Linked DNA regions of Rattus norvegicus: region 1 is linked to region 2. Evidence: chromatin contacts called from public Hi-C data. All regions are on one chromosome and are shown on one strand. Each heading gives the region's core, a stretch centred on a gene start, on an enhancer-like site or on the middle of the called end of the contact. The rest is flanking DNA. Distances are from core to core; before and after follow the strand shown. Region 1 holds the start of Uqcrc1 (ubiquinol-cytochrome c reductase core protein 1). Region 2 has its middle 22 kb from the start of Ip6k2.

Region 1 (7,669 bases), core at 3,190-5,689, 130 kb after region 2:
ATGGGAAAGAAAACAGATATTGAGAGAGGGCATAAAGGAAAGAGGCGCACAAAACAAAAGAGGATGGATCAGAGCCCCAGGTAACATGGCTTGTCACCCAAGATGCTTCAGGGAAGAAGCAAGGAACAGCGGAGACCTGAGATGCTGGTAAACGTTGTCTCCGTGGATCTGGAACTTGGACCACCACCTCCCTTCCTTGTTACGAGCAAAAGAGTTCCTGGAACTGTTCAGGTCAGAGTTCAGATCCCCAGCATCTGAATAAAAAGCTGGGTGAGCATGGAGGGCCATCTGTAACCCAAGCAGACAAGGAAGAGGAGACAAAGAGTCCCTCCCCAAGCCGAAAACCAGGTTAGCCAAAGAAGAGAAGAGGAAGGGAGGTAATGTCTGTGGAAGAGGGTCTCGTTTCAGCCGATTTCCTCCTAAGACAAACTGAAACATGACCAATTTGCTAAGGATCCGTTTTCCTGGTCAAGTTCGCACTCCACCTCTTGGAGAACTTACACATGCCCTCTGGACTTGGGCGTTTCGTGGTCCTCCCAGGAGTCTGGTGTTTACCGCTTCAGACGTTTCTCCCTCCCTGGGATTTGAGTAATGTTCTATTTTCATATTTCTGCAAAGCTCTTATCGTTGTGATAGTCCACATACTGGTCACGCAAGACATCTATCTGTTTGTTTGTTTGTTTGTTTTAATTTTTCAGCTGAGACAGCAGAAGGGATGGTTTATTGCATATATTACACTTGGACACAGATGACAAATGAGAAATGAATACAGCAGGTCCAGGGCCAAGAGAAGTAAGGCGACAGTCTCACAGATTGGCAGTAAAGAGCTGGTACAAGTTCCAGATCCACTGAGACAACTTTTACCAGCATCTCAAGCGCCTAGCATTCCTTGTTTCTTCCCTGAAGCATGTTGGGTAACAAGCCAGTTTACCTGGGCTTCTGCCTCATCTCTCATTTTGTGCATCAGCCTGCACATTGTCTCTGTCTCCACTCTGTTCTGTTCTCTTGACACAGAAGTCTGAATGAGGGAGAGGGTCCTAAGGCCAAGAGCATGTCTGACTCTTAAACATTTTCTTCCCTTTACTCTTTTCAACACAGGATCCAGTTACAAAGTAATGAACACAGGTGTAGGAACCCAGATTTGGGGGCTGGGTAAACGGACACAAAGGAATGTTTGCTCTTGTGTAATGACGAATAATTATATAATATTAATAATTATAGCTGTTGCTTACTTTAAACATAGTTTTCTCAGCCAGGCATGGTGGCCCAGACCTCCAATCCCACCACCGAAGAGGCCAAGGCAGGTGGATCTCTGTGAGCCTGAGGCAAGCCAGTTCACACAAGCTCCAGGTCAGTCAGAGCTACATAGTAATTCTCAATCTCTTTCTCCCTCTCCCTCTCCCTCTCTCTCTCCCCCCCCTCTCTCCCGCTCTCTCCCCCTCATTCTCTCTGTCTTTCTCTCTGTCTCTGTCTCTCCCCCACCCCTTACTCTGAAGCAGGATCTCACTATGTAGTTTTAGCTGTCCTGGCACTCACACTGGCCTTGAACCCACAGACATCCAACTGCCTCTGTGTCCTAAGTGCTACGATTAAAGTCACACACCACTATGCCCAGCTCATAACAAACAAACGAATCCAATTTTCTTGTGTGATGCTAGGGACTAAATAAAGGGCCTTGTATAAACTATTATGAGTCATGTCTCAGCTTGGCAAATAATTATGTTTTAAATTGTATCCATCTATCCATTCATTTATTTATTTGTACACTTACGAATTTGTGTGCATGTGGAGGTCTGAGGACAACTTTGTGGAGTCAGTTCTCTCCTTCCACCAATGTGAATTCTAGGGGTTAAATTTGGGGGACTTGGTTTAGCAGCAAACACCTTTACCCACTTAGCCATCTCAGTGGCCCAGTAATTTATTAAACAAACAAACAAACAAACAAAAACCATGGACCTGGAGAGATGGCTGGGTGGCTGACAGCACCTGTGCTCTTGCAGGGGACCTGGGTTCAATTCCCAGCACTCACATGACAGGTAGCAACCATCTATAACTCAAGTCCCTGACTCCCAGTTCTGGCCTCCAAGAAAGACTACCTGCCCCACACACGGCACACATACATACATGTAGGCAAAGCACTTGATACCCGTAAAGCAAGAGTAAACCTTTTCAAACACAAAGCTACACGAGAGGCTGGAGAGGCGGCTCAGGGGTTAAGAGCACCTCCTGCCCTTGCAGAGAACCCCACGTTCAGTTTCCAGCACCCACATGGCAGCTCCATGTCTACAACTCCAGTGCCAGGGGACTCAGTGTCCTCTTCTGACCTCCTTACAGGCAGACAAACCCTCATACGCATCAAAAACAAAAAACCAAAACGCTAAAAAAAAAAAAAAAAAAAAAAACCAACCCCCTTGAGTCCTAATGTAGTGATAGAAGAAATGTCAAATATTCGGATTTGAAACCACTGCGAAGAGACCTTCTGGCAAAAAATGATGTTTTAGATGCCTTTCAGTTATACTGAAATAGCTGAGAGGCACCTCTAATTTAGATGATGCAATTAATAGGCTGTTTAACGGTGAGGTGAGTGGGTGACGGTCCTGAGGAGCACAAGGATACAACTGTTTACCTTTCAGGGTTTTAGATCCTACAAAATCCGTGAAGGAAGGCCCCGGTGATCACTGTTTTTTGCTTGTCTTACACAGGCTTCCAAAGGGCACACTCCTCCTTTTTTTTTTTTTTTTTTTTTTTTATTACAGCATTAAATCTAAAGTCTCGTAATGGTCACATTAAAGTCTGGAATGGTTAAAAACAGAACACACTGAGTTACAAACCAGTGAAGCCTAAGACAAGCAAATGTAAGATACTGTCCTGAATTAGAAAAAGGGCATTAGGTTAAATTAAAACAAAACAAAACAAACAAACAAAAAACCGACTCAAGGAAATCTATGCAAACTATGGACTTTAGTTAATAATGAACTAATAATGGCCCGCTAATAGTAATAGATGAGCTGGCTAACGTAAGCTGCCAGCACAAGGAACGGCTGGCTCACCAATGCTTGAGAAGTACATGAGGAATCTCCATACCATCTGCTCACAGTTCTGTAAGTATAAAGCTGCTCTAAAAATGGCCCCGTAGCTAAAGGTGCTTTCTGTGCAAGCCTGGTGACCTGAATTTGACCCCTGGAATCTATGTAAAGCTGGAAGGAGAGAACAACAGACTCCCCGGAGTTGCTCTTTGACCTTTGAACCCACGTGGGGACACCCCACAGACATGCATACATCATGTGCACACACATAGTAGATAAAATAATCTTAAACTAAAAACTCACGTTTTTCAGGAAGCTGAAAGAGAGCTAACGATGTAGCTCGGTTGGCAGAATTTGCCTAATGTTCACCAGACCCAGGCTTTACCCCTCAGCACCAGGGAAGCCCGTCCGTCGGTGGCACTTATTTGCCTCTGATCTTATTACTTGGGAGGGGGAGGTAGAAGGACCAGAAAAGTTCAAGGTCATCCTAGGCTTCAAAGTGATTTTGAGGCCAGCTTGGGCTACACATGACCCTTTCTCTCCGAGAAAAGAAGCAGGTAACTAGGGTTTGTCTTTTGTTTCTTTCTTTGTGTGTTTGCGGCTGGCCCTCGCTGGATATCCTTGGCTCACTGTGAATACCAGGCTGGTCTGGAACTCAGAGGGCTTACTTGCCTCTGCCTCTTGAGTACTTGGACTATCAGTATTTACTACCACATCCAGCAATTTAAAAGATTTTATTTCACTTTATTTTCTGCTCTAAATCATATTTCTGGTCCACAAAATGTCAATATACACTAAGTATTGTTTGTCTGATTTCAGATAGTTTTTTTAATGTTTTGAAATAATCACAAATACAGAAAAGACATTTTTTTGTTTAGTTTTTGTTTTCCAAACAAGGAGTCCTATTTCACAAATTACCTCTACACGGTTCCTTCTTTTCACACACACTTTTTTTTTCTTACATTTTGGAGACACTGTCTTACATAGCCCAGGATAGTTTTGAACTCCTTACACAGGAGAGGATGTCCTTGAACTCCTTATTCTTTTTTGTCTCCTCTTCCCAGACACCTTCTAGCACAGAGAGCACAGACAGAAAAGTGCTTCAGCTTTTGGGCTTAATGTGTGCTGAGCCACTGTCCTCCAGGGCTCTGAGCTGCTGCTGGCTTACATCTCCTGCAGTTGCACACCGCCTCCCTCAGGTGGAAGAAGGCGACGAATGGGACCGTCTAAGGGCCAGCCAGTCGCAGGTTCTCTTAGAGGCACAAGGACCAAACGACAACATGCGATTAATTCTTGCCAATGGACTTGATGCCCAGCAGGGGGCGATCGAGCACCAACTCTTCCTTACAGCGCCTGCGCCTCATACTCCACCCTGCGCATGCGTAGCGCGGCTTTACGCTGACGGAAGTTAGAAGATGGCGGCGTCCGCAGTCTGCCGAGCGGCCTGCTCTGGGACGCAAGCGCTACTTCGCACCTGCCGCTCGGTGAGGTGGCAGCGAGACGTTGGGCTGCAGGGCTCAGGGCTTTGGCACGCAGATGAGGAGTAGGCTGTCTCAGCAGTGGCGGGTCTGAGTGGGGAGGTCGCGGGGGTCAGGGCCGTGGGAAGGTCATGGCGGAGGGCGGGGATGGGTATCTTCTCGGGCTTGGATGTGAGAGTCGAGGTCCCAGAGGCTTGGAGAGCAGTTCTTACAGTGGTCACCTTCTTCCTTTAGCCGGCCCTGCTGAGGCTACCTGCCTTGCGGGGTACCGCAACCTTCGTCCAGGCCCTCCAGAGCGTGCCGGAGACACAGGTCAGCGTATTGGACAACGGGCTGCGTGTGGCCTCGGAGCAGTCCTCGCATCCTACCTGCACGGTGAGTGTTTGCCAGTCCTCCAGATGAGGCGCGCCGTGTTGTCCTAGGTTGGGATGTGACCTTGGGTTGCAGTCTTACGTGTTTTGGGTGGAGACTGGAGTACTGCCGGGTTTGTCCCTGTACCAGTCTTCAATTCTGACTTGACTTCACAGCGGCAAGTGTGTCTAGCTGGTCTTACTTTTACCTGTATGAGTGGCTTACTCAAATGTGTGTATGTTCACCATGTCTGTGCATAATGCCCACGGAGGCCCGGAAAGGACATTAGAGCCCCTGGAACTGGAGTTACAGGTGGATGTGAGCTGCCTTGTGTGTGCTGGGAATCGAACCTGGGTCCTGTGGAAGAGCAACTCCTAAACCCTACAGTATCTCACCATCCCATGTATACATACGTAAAAATTAAATTAGTTTTTTCCTCATGTTTTTTTCAAGACAGGGTTTCTCTGTGTAGTCCTGGCTGTGCTGGGACTCACTCTGTAGATCAAGCTGACCTCTTGAATTCAGAGATCCATCTACCTCTGCTCCCCAATTTCTGGGATTAAAGAAAGGCATGAGTCTTCAATGCTTACCTCAAAAGTAAAAAAACAAGGTGTAGAGTAATAAGCGACAGCACCCAGTTTCCTCTGCCCTCCATAGATATTTGTATCTATGTGTATGTGCTACACTTGAACACAGAAAATAAATGCCTCTGAAAGACTGGGAAATTAACTGGGGTGGAGCCTTTGCCTAGTGAGTATAAAGCCTTGAGCTTGATACGTAGCACTGAAGGAAGAAAAAAAATGCTTTTGAAGATTACATTGAATTGGATGATTATCCAAAAATAGTTGCAAATCTGGAGCACTGGTTTGCTCTTTGGTTAAGAGGGCTGCTGCTCTTACAGAGGACCAGATTTCTGCTTTCAGCGTCTTTATTGGGCAACTTCCAGCCACCTGTAACTCTAGCTCCAGGAGATCAGACACTTTCTTCTAGCCTTCCCCACTTCTGGCCTTCTGGGATACGTACACACAAACTCAAATATTTTATTCAAAATTGCAAATTGGGCTGGAGAATTGAGTCTGGTTTATAGCATTTGTTCTCTTTTAGAGGACCTGGCTTTGATTTCCAGCACCCACACAGTGGCTCACGGCCATCTATATCTCCAGTCCCAAGGGATCCTGTACCCTCTTCTGACGTCCACAGGCACTAGGCACACACATATACATACACACAGGCAAAACACTCATCCATATGAAATAGTGAACATAGAATTTAGAAATCTTCAAAATGGAGTCAAGAATTGAAATCTTTACTAGGTGTGTTTACTAGGTGAGAAAACTCCAAGAACCAATCCTCCCAAGACATTTAGTAGGGCTAAATTGTTTCGTTGTTTTTCAATACAGTGTTTCTCTGTGTAACCCTGCACTCTAGTGTTCTGGCAGTCTGTGTAGGTCAGGTTAGCCTCAGACTCGCAGAGATCTGCCTGTCCCTGCTTCCTGGATGTTGGGATTGTAGGCGTGTGCACCACTGCCTGTCTAGGGTTATGTTTTTGTCTGATTCTTTTTCTAGGAGCAAATAATGACTTGTGATAAAGTTGTTATAAACACAGGATATAAATTCCTTGACATGTAGAACCTACATGAATAGACTCAAAACCTACTAATGAAGCTTAGTAAATCATGCTCTATTCCACAAACTGATTATGCTTCCGTTACCGAGAAAAGATGGTGTCGTTTAAAAGTCGAAGGATACTGTGGATCGTGATCTAAGATGTTAAGAGTCAGGGGACTGTTGGGGCTAGAGAGATGGCTCAGTGGTTAAAGGCACTGGCTGTGCAATCACAAGAGCTGGAGTACACATCCCAGCACCCAGGTAACAAGCTGAGAGTCCTGCAAATGCCTGAGGCTCCAGCTTGGAAGGATATGGTGTAGCTTCTGGCCACCACATGCACATAGGCGCCCACACTTACACACAGGTGCACATACATTCACACACAGAGTAAAAGGCATGCTTATCTGAAGTTATCCTGCACACTGGCGTATAGCATCTATTCGCAAAGCATGTGGTAGACAGTTAGCTGTGAGCAGATAAGCTCAGCCATGTGGGTAAGTAGCGTGTTTCACAGCTCGTCAGGAAACTGTTCACAGTGCTCGCATGCCCGCAATCTAGTACTTGAGAGGTGGGCAGAAGGAGCAGGAGTTCATCATCAGCTATAGAATGTATTCAGGGCCAGTTTGAGCTATATGGCATCCTGTCTCAAAAAAGAAAAAAACATAAAAGAATATTAAAATTCACACTTTATAAGTAGAAGCAGGATTGGGGATTTAGCTCAGTGGTAGAGTGCTTGCCTAGCAAGCGCAAGGCCCTGGGTTCAGTCCCCAACTCCGAAAAAAAAAAAAAAAAAAAAAAAGGAAATAGAAGCAGATGGATCTCTTAGTTCAAGATCAGTGAGAGCTACATGGTGAGATCCTGCCTCAAAAAAATGAAAGGAATATTGATTGTTACCTGGAGCATGGTGAGAGGTGTGTATGTGGAGAGATGGTTCATGGGTTAAAAACCCATACTGGGACTAGAGGGATGGCTCAGTGGTTAAGAGCACTGACTGCTCTTGCAGAGGTCCTGAGTTCAATTCCCAGCAACCATCTATAATGAGATTTCATGCCCTCTTCTGGTGTGTCTGAGAACAGCTATGGTGTACTCATATACATTAAATAAATAAATAAATCTTTAAGGAAAAATAAAGGTGAGGGTTGCTTTGAGGACCTGCCTAACAATGTGGGGAGATCCATGTGGGAGTTTCTGAGGCATCATTACAGG
Region 2 (7,419 bases), core at 375-2,874:
GAAGACTGCTTTTATGTTACTATGTTGAACCAAGAGGCTAAACATTTATCCCGTCAAATCTGACTATCTCAGTAATCTTAGTGAGTTATTTAGTTTTGTAACAATAGAACTAGTGCTTATTGTGACACAGAAGGAAATAGGGGCTGTTTCACAAGGCATCCTGAAAAGTGTAACTTTGGTCTTTCGCTGTTGGTGGGATTTTTGTTGTAGTTTGCTTGCTTTTTGAGAACGGCCCTTAGGCTGTAACCCGTGCTGGGCCTGAACTTGTAACAATCCTCCCTCAGCCTCCTAGATCTAGGCATGAGCCATTCCCTGCACCTAGAAGTAAATGTAAAGTTTTGCTTTGTCTGTTGTCTCTAAAGGCAGATTTGACTCATTATAGATTTGGCAAATAGCACACACTGTTTCCTCACTGGTTCTGAAACATAAAGAATATTTAGTTCTGAATTTGGATGAAAATTGCCAAGCTCTGAATTGAAACGTCATATATTAGATGCAATGTAGTTCATTGTTTATTGGACAAATCCCGATGGCCAATTGTGTCTTTGACACTTTAAGCCCAAGGGATTCTAACAGTAATAGTACTGTGGTCCACCAGGGGCTTCTAGATCTTTTTATCAGTGCTGATGGAGTTCATTGCCTATAATTTTGGACTCCTGGGGACAGCAGCCATGGCCTTCCACTTTAAGGTGTCTACTGTCTTAGGCTATGCATATCTCTCTCTCTCTCTCTCTCTCTCTCTCTCTCTCTCTCTCTCTCTCTCTGTCCTCCCCCCCCTTTTTTTAAGGTTTTGTTTTTTCAAGACAGAGGTAGGTGTGTGTCTCTGTGTGTGTGTGTGTGTGTGTGTGTGTGTGTGTGTAGCCCTGGTTGTCCTGAAACTTACTTTGTAGAGCAGGCTGGTCTCTAACTCAAAGATCTGCCTGCCTCTGTGCTGGGATTAAAGGTGTGGCACCATCGAAGGCCTCTTGCCTCTTTTTTTTTTTTTAAAGATTTATTCATTTATTATATATATATAAGTACACTGTAGCTGTCTTCAGACACACCAGAAAAGGGCATCGGATCCCATTACAGATGGTTGTGAGCCACCATGTGGTTGCTGGGAATTGAACTCAAGACCTCTGGAAGAGCAGTCAGTGCTCTCAACCACTGACCCATCTCTCCAGCCCGGCCTCTTGCCTCTTAAACAAGTGGTTTAATCACTTTTCTCACACAGCATCTCCTCCACCCTCCTCTCATGTGATGCTGGCTACAGATGCCTCCCGAGAGAAACAAAAGAGACAGTTGGGTTAGTGAGACTCTTGGACTCCTCAGAAATCCTCGTCCTCCTTTTCATGTCACTTAAAATGTGACAAAGGCAGGGGCTGGGGATTTAGCTCAGTGGTAGAGCGCTTACCTAGGAAGCACAAGGCCCTGGGTTCGGTCCCCAGCTCCGAAAAAAAAGAACCAAAAAAAAAAAAAAAAAAAAAAATGTGACAAAGGCTGGCCAGAGATACGCTTTTGGCCTAGGTTGCTTTCTGTTCTGACGGGTGGCAAGAATCCAGTTTTCTCGCCAGCAATACTGTTCTGTGTGACCTTGACCAGCCTCGCTGCAGTTCCCCACTTCAGTCAGCAGGGGACAGGCTATCCCTGACTCCCTTGGGCTCTTGGCCTCCTATCTTAGACCTGCAGCCAATCCCAAGTGAGAGAATCAACCTCATCCAAGCTCCAAGTCAGTTTCCAAATCTCAGCCCAAATCCCAAATGAGGGATGGTTCCCCAGGCAACCACAGCCTTGGGCAGGGCACCATCGAGTGGGAAACCGTGTCCTTTAGACCTTGGCGTTTAGGTTGCTGTCCCAATCTTGCAACTCAAGATGGTTCTACCATGCTGACAGCTCCTGGGGGAGGCTGCCCATAGGACAAATGTGACTTCTGAGCCTCAGATTGTCCCTCTGAGAAACAACATGCTTACCGGAGGCATCCATCCGTTCCGCCCTAGTTTTGTTTAGAGACCCTTGCCTCACCAGCTAGGGGCTTCAGTAAAGCTTAGGGTCCAGTGGCCAGTGTGTTTCCTCTCTTCTGCTGTGCTCAAGGCTGGAATGTTCTGGCTTATAGCAAAACCAGTCCCCACTCCCTGATACAGAGTGGGCCTTATAAACAGCTAACCAAAGAAGCTAGTCTCGCTAAGTCTTACATAGAAGGCCAGGCTCAGGGTCAGCAAGATAGCTCAGTGGATAAAGGCTGTCAAACTGAAAGAGCGGGATTCAGTTCTCTGCAAGAATCTATTCCTGCAAACTGACCTTCATTACTTCTCTCTCTCTCTCTCTCTCTCTCTCTCTCTCTCTCTCTCTCTTTCTCTCCCTCCCTCTCTCTCTCTCTCTCTCTCTCTCTCTCTCTCTCTCTCTCTCTCTCTCTCTCTGTGTTGTCATTAGCTCAAGTACCTCTCCCATCCATCCCACCCCTATACACAATTAAAAACCTTAAAAGTGTATATTCAAAAAGCCCCACAAAGGCCTGGTGAACTGAGAGTGGTGGGGTCGGGGCTCACTGACTGGGCAGCCATCCAGACAATGGGGAGCTTTCAGCTGGCCCCCCAGGGCTGTGTGCTGCCTGGAAGCACTGAGGACAAAGTGTACGTGTCCAGGACATGCTGGGACCGCCTCCGCCCTGGCCCTGAGGAACCTTTCTCTTGGTAATTTTCCTGTGTTTTGTTCTGGGAGAATATCCTAGCGATGATGCGCGGCAGCCAGCTCCCTTCCTGAATGACCCATGATCTGAAGCAGTGAGTAGGAACGGAGTCACAGGAGACAGAAATATCGCTTCCAATCCCAATGAGAACATCGCGTGTCTAGCATTGAGCTCCATGTCTAATACCAGGTACCAGGGGCCCAGGGCAGACTTTAAACCATGGGGACTGGGAGTAAAGTCACAAAAGTAGCATGAAGGGAAGCCTGGTCCCAAGTCAACGTTACCTGCTCCCAGGCTCAGACACTAGCGAAGAGGGGTGCTTCCTAAGACCCGGGCTACAGCCAGAGAAGGGCAGGGAGCAGCAGCCTAACACACTAGCCCAGAAACCAGATTTGATCTCGCCAGACTCTGAAGGAGGATCTACTTCAGTATCTGCCATCCATCTTTCTCCAGGGTTCTGACAGTATTTGTTGCCTTGCCTGAAGGCCACCATGATGCCACGAAGCACCTTATGTTTGAAGGGAGGAAAATCAAGCTGTATGTTCACAAGTGTCAGAATCCTCTATCCATCAACGATCCCACAGCTCCTGCCTCCTTCTCGACAGCAGCCTGGGACTTGCTTGTGGGTGATGCATTGCCACCCTCCCATCACCTCCCACTCTTGCCACACCCCAGCCGTGCCTCCCCAGAGACTTTTAGTGACAACCAGTGCATATGCCAGCTCAGTCAGAGTTCACCATGGTTGACTCCCAGCCACTGCTTCAAGGGTCGCCTTCTTAAGCAATGCTCATCTCTCCTGGTTTCCTTCCTCCTCGAGATCACTCTCATCTTGAGCAGCCGTAATAGCCAGAAGCTGCAATGGACTGGGATCTCCCTTCTCTCTCCCTGAGAACGGGGATGGCTTGGAGTTTTATCACCAGGCTGATGTCTCTACACCGGGGTGGACCACTGCCTACTTGACGTCTCTACAGGCTGCAGGGGCTGTCTTACACATAGGTGCTCCTTGGTTGTATCGTGCTTTCTGGCCTGGGAGCACGCTTTGCCCTTCCCTCTGCCAAGAGCCTCCCATCAACCCTGCCGCTCCCTCGTGCTTGGCCTTCATGCTGGGTCCTTGTCCCAATTTTAATCACTCTTCGGGTCAATAGCCAGGGTGAGGCGTTCGGACTATCTGTGTCTACATAACGATCATTTGTGTCTGTGTATCTTTTTGAATGGGATGTCATGTCACCCACGGGTGGCCTTGAAATCACAATTTTCCAAGCATGGCCTTCTAAGTCTGCTGTTGCCCCTCTAGCTCCCCTTCCTTCTCCCATTCTCCTTTCCTTCTTCCTCTTCCTTCCTCCTCCCTTGTTGAGATGGGGTCTTGGCTGTGCTGCTCCTCCTGGCGTGGAACTCACTCTGTAGACCAGGCTGGCTGTCCTCAAACTCACAGAGATCCACTGGCCCCTGTCTCCTGAGTGCTGGGATTAAAGGTGTGTGGCACTACACCCAGAGCGCCTCTCCCCCCGCCCCCCCCCGCCGCCCCCAAGGTCTCACTACACCACTCAGACTGGACCTTATGGTGATCCTCCAGTCTCAGCCAAATTCTGAGATGACACCATGCTTGACTTTTTTTTTTCTTTTGATGTGAGGGATTCTTACTGTTTTCTAGATTCATCTTGAATTCCTCTCAAAACCAAAACAGGCTGCAGAGATCGCTGTTGGTAACACACTCGCAAAGAAAGCACAAGGCCTGAGTTCAACTTCCAGCATTCATATTTTTTTTAAATTTAACTTTATGTTTTATGCATTGTTGTGGGGCTGTCAGATCCCCTGGAACTAGGATTACATTGTTGTGAGCCGCCATGTGGTTGCTGGGAATTGATCTCAGGGCCTCTGGAAGAGCAGCCAGTGTTCTTATCCACTGAGCCATCTCTCCAGCCCCCAGATTGTTTTTAAAGTGAGGCATGATGGTACCCATCTTTAGTATGGGTCCTGAGGAGGTAGAGACAGGCAGATCTCTGAGTTCGAGGTCAACCTGGTTTGCAGAGTGAGTTACAGGACACCCACGCTTACTGAGACACTGTCTAAACAAACAAACAAAAATAACAATAAAAGAAATCAAAGACCACAGGGTAGGGGCCTAACAGCTCAGCAGATAAAGGTGCTTGTTTGGCAAGACTGATGAAATTCCCTGGAATCTGTGTAAAGTGAAAAGGTTAGGACCAACTTCTCAGAGTTGTCCTTTAGCCTTCAGATGTGTGCCACGGCACAGGCGCACTGCCACACGCAATGATAACTTTTTCATTTTCTTATTCTTCTCTCATATATTACATTCTGACCACTGTCTCCTCCCTCTCCTCTCCCAGTCTCTCCCTAAACACATGCATGATAATGATTTTTTTCAAGGCAGGTTCCTGAAAAGGTCCAACATCCCTGGGGCTTACTGGACAGAAAAATGGACGTTTCAGGTTCAGTGAGAAACCTTGCTTCAAACTATATGGTAAAGAACAGTTGAGGAAGAACCAGATACCAACCTCCACATGTGCATGCACAACATACACACACACACACACACACACACACACACAGAGACCCTGTCAAGAAAAGGAGAGGGGTTGGGGATTTAGCTCAGTGGTAGAGCGCTTGCCTAGGAAGCGCAAGGCCCTGGGTTCGGTCCCCAGCTCCAGCTCCGAAAAAAAGAACAAAAAAAAAAAAAAAAAAAAAGAAAGAAAGAAAGAAAGAAAGAAAGAAAAGGAGAGATAACGGCTTCCTCTGGGCTTCTGGGCTTCTGGGCTTGCTGTCTTTTGAGACAACAATCGTTAGAGCCTTGGCACTCTGTTCTAATGAAACCCAGGATACAGGGGGAAGCCAATGTGGGTGTTCAGGCCGCAAGCAAAGTCTGATGCCAGTGATGGGATCTTTTGGCTCTGAAACAATAGAAATGAGACCGAGCCAGACGTGAAGAACCTGACAGGCAAAAGCCCAAGCAGGCAAGTTGAAGTAAGGTGACACTGGTTTGTGAGGGAGACCAGAGGGATGGCTGAGCCAAGGAGGGCCTTTTGTTGAATTGTTGGCAGAGGGGCCGCTGATCTTGTAACTTTCCGTTGGCTATGGGCAGAGTGTCAAAAGATATTTTTCTCCTTGAGTGCAAATGCTGTGTCCTTGAGGGTCGGAGGCTCACCAGTAGTCACCTTAACTCAGACAGCGCCACCAGCTATTGGCACCATCTTTTTTCTTCAGCTTTGTGATGTTCAAAATTTATGTGTCTGTGTGCATGTGCATGCTGGAAATTAAAAAGCAGATGTGAGTTACCTTACTCTGGTGCTGAGAACCAAACTCATGTCCACTGCAAGAGCAGCCAGGCCTCTCTCCAGCACCCACTCAGCCATCTTGCACAAACATCCTCACCATTGGGTTTACTCAGGGACTTTTTATGGGATTTCCTGCGTTTGAGCTGCTGAAAGAAAGTGCAAAAACAGAGCCCGAGAAACACAGCAGCCCAAAAGGCAGTACAGCAAGTTAACTTTGTTTTATATTTCATCTTAGACAAAATACATTCTTTTTTTCAAGATTTATTTATTTTATGTATGTAAGTACACTGTCTCTGTCTTCAGACACACCAGAAGAGGGCATTAGACCCCATTACAGATGGTTGTGAGCCACTATGTAGGTGCTGGGAATCAAACCTGAGTTCTTTGCAAGAACAGTCAACTCTCGTAACTACTGAGCTATCCCTCCAGCACCCTAAACAAAATTTTGAAGATTATTTTTGCCAGGTGTGGTGGCACACACATTTATTGCCAGAATTTGAGAGGCAGAGGCCAGTGGATCTCTGATTTCAAGATGAGCCTGATCTTCTCAGGTCAGCCAGGGCTTCAGAGTGAGAGCCTGTCTTGAAAGAACAAAGGAACACCATTATATTTTACTATGTGTGTGCTCACATGAGTACAGGATGCCAGAACTGTTGGATCCTTGGGACCTGGAGTTACATGTGGTTGTGAGTCATCTAACATGGGTGCTGGGAACTGAACTGGGATTCTCTGGGAAAGTAGCCAGTTCTCCTAACCACAGAGGTATCTCTCCAGCCCACCAAACAGTTTTTTGTTTCGCTTTAAAGATTTGTTTATTTTATGTATGTAAGTACACTGTGGCTCTCTTCAGACACACCAGAAGAGGGCATCAGATCTCATTACAGATGGCTGTGAACCACCATGTGAGTGCTGGGACTTGAACTCGGGACCTCTGGAAGAGCAGTCAGTATGGGATGCTGAAGCAGCTTCTGTCTACTCAATCTTATGGAATGGTAGCTTTGGGGTTGGTTGTTTTTTGTTTATATAGTTGGCTTTGGATTATTTTTTTCTTTTAGAAAGAAAACTATCTTTGGGGATGAGGAAACATCACGTGCCACTGTGCTTTAAGACTTACTTTTATTGTATGCCTATGGCTGCTTAATTGGAAAGTTCGCCTGTGTACCACCTGGGTGCAGTGCCTTTAGTGGCCGGAAGAGGGCAGCACATCCATTGGAACTGGCGTTACAGAGGGTTGAGAGCCGCCACATGGGTGCGAGGACTTAACTCTGGCCAACTGGAAGAGTAAATCACTGCTTATCACCACTGAGTCGTCTCTCTAGCCCCAAAGGCAATTGTTTTACCACTTGGTAGTTTGTTAGCCTCAAACTCTGAATGTAACTAAGTTGCTTTCTTTTTTTCTTTCTTTTTTTTTTTAAGAAAAAGTCCCATGTTTTTAAGATTTATTTATTTTATCAGCTCCTC

The links. A called contact is a pair of places that touch in the nucleus more often than the background predicts.
Region 1: a contact with region 2 is called in a Hi-C map of psoas muscle, with 2.2 times the contacts expected there. The contact joins the promoter of Uqcrc1 here to the enhancer-like site in region 2. A contact is called at or near these places in 4 of 12 Hi-C or Micro-C datasets (the A7r5 cell line, liver, mammary epithelial cells and 1 more).

The regions. Positions count from the first base shown.
Region 1 is chr8:118,463,784-118,471,452 of GRCr8, forward strand. Uqcrc1 (ubiquinol-cytochrome c reductase core protein 1) reads left to right here and starts at 4,440. Exons shown (of 13, transcript NM_001004250.2): 1 at 4,440-4,510; 2 at 4,739-4,879. The coding sequence starts at 4,442.
Region 2 is chr8:118,338,692-118,346,110 of GRCr8, forward strand. No RefSeq gene overlaps it. Among named protein-coding and RNA genes, the nearest start is that of Ip6k2, 22 kb to the right of the region's middle. Within about 2 kb of position 1,625, at least 8 of the 93 cell types and tissues checked have an H3K27ac peak or open chromatin away from gene starts, as enhancers often do.